2 separate regions of the Sus scrofa genome follow, and region 2 is linked to region 1. Evidence: chromatin contacts called from public Hi-C data. All regions are on one chromosome and are shown on one strand. The core of a region is the stretch at or near the end of the contact, and the rest is flanking DNA. Distances in the headings are between cores, read along the strand shown. Region 1 has its middle 680 kb from the start of MYC. Region 2 has its middle 570 kb from the start of MYC.

What was found. A called contact is a pair of places that touch in the nucleus more often than the background predicts.
Region 2: a contact with region 1 is called in a Hi-C map of liver, with 5 times the contacts expected there. The contact joins two enhancer-like sites. A contact is called at or near these places in 1 of 5 promoter capture datasets (liver) and 6 of 47 Hi-C or Micro-C datasets (fetal liver, liver and skeletal muscle).

What each region holds. Positions count from the first base shown.
Region 1 is chr4:11,777,632-11,780,842 of Sscrofa11.1, reverse strand. No RefSeq gene overlaps it. Among named protein-coding and RNA genes, the nearest start is that of MYC, 680 kb to the left of the region's middle. Within about 2 kb of position 1,647, at least 10 of the 83 cell types and tissues checked have an H3K27ac peak or open chromatin away from gene starts, as enhancers often do. A contact at or near this core is called in liver, where this site is marked.
Region 2 is chr4:11,893,103-11,896,313 of Sscrofa11.1, reverse strand. No RefSeq gene overlaps it. Among named protein-coding and RNA genes, the nearest start is that of MYC, 570 kb to the left of the region's middle. Within about 2 kb of position 1,518, at least 28 of the 83 cell types and tissues checked have an H3K27ac peak or open chromatin away from gene starts, as enhancers often do. A contact at or near this core is called in liver, where this site is marked.

The DNA of each region.
Region 1 (3,211 bases), core at 398-2,897:
ACCGATGTGTAGCAGTAAAACTCCTCAAGTAACAAGCTGGATGAAATAAACTATTCTGGAATGTAAAAAAATAAAATCAAAGACGAAGAAACTAACATGGAAAAACATTTCTGCTCACCTGTGCTATTTCTGCTTGTCCTCTGGAGGTGTTTTCTTAATGTACTTACATAAACCTAGGTGCTCGTGAATGTCACTTTCCATACAGATGCTGCAAGCAGTAATTGTGCAGAACTGAACAGTTGAGTCACAAAGGCTTCTCTGGGTCCCAAAGCCAGCATGAGCTAAAGTCAGCCAGCAAAAGTTCTCACAACTCAAACTCATTCCAGAACGAAGTCACTGGATAATTTTAGGCACAGCCCGTTCTGGCTTTGTCATCTTCTGGAAAACAGACCTACGAGGACCTTTCCTCACACCATAGACTAGACATCCAGTCCAAAGTCTGTCACTGTACCTTAAGATGAGCTGGATTTCCTTCTGGCTGTGTGGCCCCAGCTACCACTCTTCCAAAAACGATTTGGCCCCACTCAAGTTCAATGCAGAACTTTTTCCTCCTTCTTAAGGGGCACTTCTTCTGGATTCTGGACAGCATCCATTCATGTTACAAACCACACCTACTTTGTAGGCATGTGTCTCTCATTTATTCTTTAGAGCAATCACATCATGCAGAGAATGACAGTCCCATTTCATAGATAGGAACATAGAGGGATTTGATCCCTTGGCAAAGGTGAGGGGTATTCCATGGAGTACCCACCGTGGTGCAATGGGATCGGCAGCATCTCTGTAGTGCTGGGGATGCAGGTTTGATTCCCAGCCCTGTGCAGTGGGTTAAGGATCTGGCATTGCCACAGCTGTGACAATTCCATATGCCATGGGCTGGCCGAAAGAGAACCAAAAAAAGGCCAGGGTACTCCTGTGATGTTAACTTCAATCTCCCTGCCTCCACTTTTCCCTGCTCTAACCCAGCTCTACAAATTGTCCTGATGCACGGCTATCCTTGAAGACAAATATGATTTCTACCAAGCTTTGGATAAACTTACTTCTTTTCATGATCTATTAATTTTCTCTGCCTCGATTTTCCCATCTATTGAAAAAACAAAAAGTAATAAGGCTGAGTTACCCATGTTTGGTTTGTTGAAGTAGTCTAAATTCTTCTGAATCAGGATGAATGCAAATTGCCTTGTTGTTTCACTAATTAATAGTATCTGCTTGGAAATGCAACTATTAGTGCACAATAAATGATAAGGCTGATAATTACGGAAGACAGTAATTGCTTATTTTTATTTTGCCCTTAACTTTCCTCCCACTTTATCTTCCTGAGTTATAGCTACCTCTGTAGGGGTTAACAAAACATATTAGAAAATCTAAACAATACGTTCCTTTCCCAAGGGTTTGGAAATTGATGAATCACCTTACTCTGCTTGCAGCGTTCAAACTGTGTGTTTGACACATGGCCGGAAAAGTGGGCCCTTTGAAATTCGAGCTGAGTACAGATCATGTCACCTGCCTGGCGCGTGACCTGTTCCTCTCACCACCTGACCCCCTGTGCCCAACGTCACCTGGTGCCTGAAATCTGGAAGCGGAAAGTCCTTGACTGGAGTCAGCGGAGAGAAAATTGTCACCTGCTTGGGCACAAACATGCCTGGTGACTGCGTCACTGTTTGTTAAATGGGATCAGCTAATAGTTGCACAGCGGACCTTCAAAGCCTACAATGGGGCTGATGAAGTTTCTGTAAATTCACTCTCTGTGTGACGGCCTTGGACTTTGAATCTCAAGTACACTGGGAGCATTTTGAGCTTGCCGACAGGCATGCACTCTGTTTGGTTCAACTGCAATGGAAGAGAACTGCCTTCATTTCTACCACCCCTCACCTGGACCCAGCCGCACTCTTGCCTCAAGGCTTTTGCAGTGCTGTTCCCCTTGCCTAGACACGCTTCCCCCCATGCCAACGTGACTTGCTCCAATGTTTCACTTAGCTACCGCCTCACTAATCATCTCCTTAGAGACCTTCCAATCGCTCTCTTTCTCCTTCCCCCGCCTTATGTTTCTCCAAAGCACCTGATTCCAATCTACATATTTATTTGACTGGTAGTCTCCTGGTCATCCGAGGCAGAAGCCCCATGTCTGTGTGCCCTGCTCTGCCCCCAGTGCCTGCAGCAGGACCTGATTCTGAATAAACCCTCAATAAATATTTTTTGAATAAAGGAATGAGTGAAGGAACTATTTCCCCCAATTTCACAAATGGAAAAACTGAAAAATAGAGAGAGGGAATAAACTAGACAAGTTCGATAGCCACTTAGGGGTAGAGCGAGATTTAACACTTTGATTTCCGAGTTCACAATCCCGTTATGTTTTCCTTCCCTTTAACTCTGTCCTCCAATATTCGGCAGCTAAGACGTCCCTGACTCACCATTTGCTTACCAGCCTTTAACCATTTCATGTCTGTGGATAGAACTAGAATTTTATGAGAGATAAATGCTTATGAACTCAGTTCTTATTGAATTGATCTGTTTCACAACTCTTTCAAAGGCAAAGTTAATGGGACGTTGATTAAGCTTCCTATTACATTTTGAAAACATTTTATTTGTTATGTTTTTCTTTTTATGGCCTCACCTGTGGCACATGGAAGTTTCTAGGTGAGAGGTCGAATCAGAGCTGCAGCTGCCAGCCTATGCCATGGCCACACCTAATCCAAGCCGCATTGTCACAGCTTGAGGCAATGCCTGATCCTGAACCCACTGAGCAAGGCCAGGGATCGAACCTACGTCCTCAAGGACACAATGTTGGATCCTTAACCCACTAAGCCTCACTGTTGACTCCTAAAAACATTTTAAAATATAAGTGATTATAAGCATTTATCATATAAGTGAAGATATGCATAAATTATTAAGTAAAAATAAATACTTTATTCCCATACCTAAGTAATCTTTTAAGTATATTAGCATGAATAGTTAATAATTAAAATCATGCTGTATGTAAAGTTTTCTGATGTTTTTATATGTTCCATTTTAGACATGTTCTGATGTCACACAATTTAACCTTGGCTTGGAGACTACATCTATTCCAATATCTGAGCATATCATAATTTTACTTAACATTTTTCCTGAGATTGTACCATTAAGTTTATTTCCATTTTTTTTTTATTTCTAGGCGTTAGTCCTTTTTTCTAGGTTCAGTTCTTGTTTTAACATCTTCATACTTGTCAAAACTATG
Region 2 (3,211 bases), core at 269-2,768, 120 kb before region 1:
AGGCTTTTCATCTATACAATGGGGGTAACTGTGGTAATAATACCTATGACAATACACACTTCATGGATTCGGGGTGCTAAGCACTTCATCTTTATTATCTCATTGATTCTCATAGACACCTTGGGAGGGAGAAGCTACAATCGTCTGTTAAGTGGTTTTTCTATGGTGAGAACCAGGAACAAACCAGATGAGATAAGTGAAGCACCTGGCTGGTAGAAAAGGCCCCAAAGACAATGTGTTCCATCTTCTTCTCCTCCTGCCACATCTCTGGGCACTGGGGCACAGAGAGGTTTTAGCCGCACGGCTGTTGAGGTGTGCGGCTGGGCTTCCAAGTTCAGCCAGCTGGGTCCCAGGTCTGTACCACCTCCGTGGGGCCTGAGAGCTCCCATCACAGGTGCTTGAAAGATATTTTTGCATTTATGGGCGCCCCTCCTCTTATCTAGCTGGTTTGGGGCCATGCAGAATGAGTCAGCCAGTCACAAGCCTGCTCCCAAGGCCAGCTTCCAGGTGACAGAGACAAATGCCACACTGGATCAGAACACACAGACCTGCCGGACCAGCAGGCCTTCTGCTCAAGTCCTTGGCCACACTCTGCCATTTTGCTCATGGAAGTGTCAGCACTGTCTGCCTACCACCTTCCTGATGGGAAGCGGCTTGCTGTGGGATCGGTTTGAGGTCTCCTTGAAGCTGCTTCATCTTTTTTTTTTTTTTTTTTAAATAGCTGTTGGTAGAGCCTTGCTGAGAGGCCCAGAGCTGAGTCATCTTCAGGGCAAGCTGCTTTTGTATCTGTTGCCAACTGCCAGAGAGGCACTCTCTGCTTTTCTGATGCAAGAGACAGAAAGCTTCCATCTCTGACACAATGTCACCCCACTGGCTGGCTCTGTCCACACGGTTCAACAAACCAGTTTAGCCTGGAGGGAGAGAGAGACAAAGGGAGAGAGAGAGAGAGGAGAGAGAGAGTGAGAGAGAGAGAGAGAGAGAGAGAGAGAGAGAGAGAGGAGAGGGAGGGAGGGAGAGGAGGAGAGTCTTTAAACTCTGCGATAAAACCCGAGTCCTACAGGTCACACATCTGGCATGACCAGGCAGAGGGATGAGGTCGTATCTGGAATCGTGCTCCTGCTTCCCAACCTTGCCCTATGCTCCTCAGAAGCCAGGAACCGTGCCTCAAGGAAGAGGGTTGACTCCCTGCCCTAAGCCTTTGTTTCTGTAAAATGATGACTAATCTTGCCTAACACACCAGGTTGTTGGGGGATTGACTTTGTAACACAAAAGAGAAAGTGCCCCCACCCCCAACGACGGCCACCCTCAGACTGTGTCCGAGTCTGGTGCGGTCCACTTTCATAGGCCACTAAACCCTTCCTTCCTAGAATGCCTCCCTCTGACTGTGTGATTAATTGTGCCTATTGTTTGGTACCTGTCACCCTTCTTGGAACGGGAGATCAGCGTGTGCTGGGACAATGTCAGCCTTGTTCACCACTCCGTCTTGGCTGTCTAGCCAAGGGACTGGCAGCCAGGGCGGGTCCTAGATTAATATTTGTTGAATGATTAAACTGCAAGTGGTTTGAACACATTCCTCCTGGGTTTCCATCGGTCCCTTGCATTTGGTTCAACCCTCCCCACACCATACTGCTCAGAGGAGACCGAGTCCTCTTTGTAAAGTACAAATCCAACTTTTCATGCCTTTCCTTAAAGACCTGCTCTTCCCTTTATAGACAAGGAATAGTCCAGCTCCCTGTCTTCAAGCCCCGGTCTTTCCTCTTCATCATTCGAGCTCTCGTCATCCGGGGGGCACTGGGGTGGCTGCACCATTTAGAGCATCTCCGTTTTTTCACATGACATCCCCTCTGCCTAAAATATTCTCTCCTGGAGTTCCCATGTGGCTCAGTGATAACAAACCCACTAGTATCGGTGAGGTTGAGGGTTCGATCCCTGACCGCGCTCAGTGAGTTAAGGATCCAGCGTTGCTGTGAGCTGTGGGTGTAGGTCACAGATGTGGCTTGCATCCTGTGTGGATGTGGCTGTGGCTGTGGCTGTGGTGTAGGCTGGCAACTGCCGCTCTGGTTTGAACCCTAGCCTGGGAAATTCCATATGCTGCCAGGGTGCAGCCCTACAAAGCAAACAAACAAACAAAATCAAAACTGGCCTCTCCTGCTCAGAAGTCTTCTTCCCACATGTTCTTCTTGGAAAATTCTGGCATGTTACCTCCTCTGTGAAGTCTCCCTGACATTACCATGCCTCCAAGGAGAATCATGGTTCTCTTTTTGTGTCTCTGCTCTGTTCTACCCTTCATTTCCTAATTGCCCATTTGTCTTCCCCTGAAAGATAGGACGTTCGGGGGAGATGGGGGATGGTAGGTGGTGGGAGGGGCGGGGGCCCGAAGTCATAATGGCACCGAGTGAAAGGACCGAAAAGAAGGCTGTAAGGACAAGCCTGCACCCGCAATAGAGGCGTTTCAGTGGCAGGATGGACGCTGGATGTGCCGCATCTCTCAGGCACCTGCAGCAGCTGCAGCTGAGGATGAGTTCCGCAAGGGACCGCACACCAGGTGAGAGCGTGTGTGCCAGTGTTCCCGCGCCAGGCCTGGCACGCGGCCCGGAGTCAGGCGCCGATCCAGATTAGGCTTCAGTTCCCTCTATAAGCAAACAGCAGGGCAGGGAACAGAGGCGCCTGCTAATTTTGAGCGAATCAATGCCTTCCCTGCTGGAGTCAGCCTAAAGCAGGTCAAGAATCAAGCCAGGCCCCCTTGCTGAATCAGCTGGTCCTCGGTGGTGCCAGAGGTGTGCGGCTGGGGTTTTGCCCGGAACTTCAGAGAACTGGTTATTGGGCCCATGCTATCTAGCTGGATAGGGGACATTTTGAAATAAAAAGTAGAAATTAATGGCATCGGAGCAAGAACCTAGACTTCAGAGTCAGACAGATCTGATTTTCTTCCCGAGGGACCAGGGATAATCACATAACTTTCTGACCTCAGTGTACCCTTCTATAAAATGGAAATAATTATAGTATGTGCCTGATGCCCTACCGAGGATTATACATGATACTATAGAGCAGTGCTTACCCTAGAGCAGTGGTTCTTAACTGGGGGCCGTTCTGTCTCTGGGGACATCTGGCAATGATTAGACACATTTTTGATTGTTACGACTGGGCAGTTTGCTGCGGCCATTTGCTAAACATTCTTCAATGCACAGAACATTCTCCCACAACAAAGAAC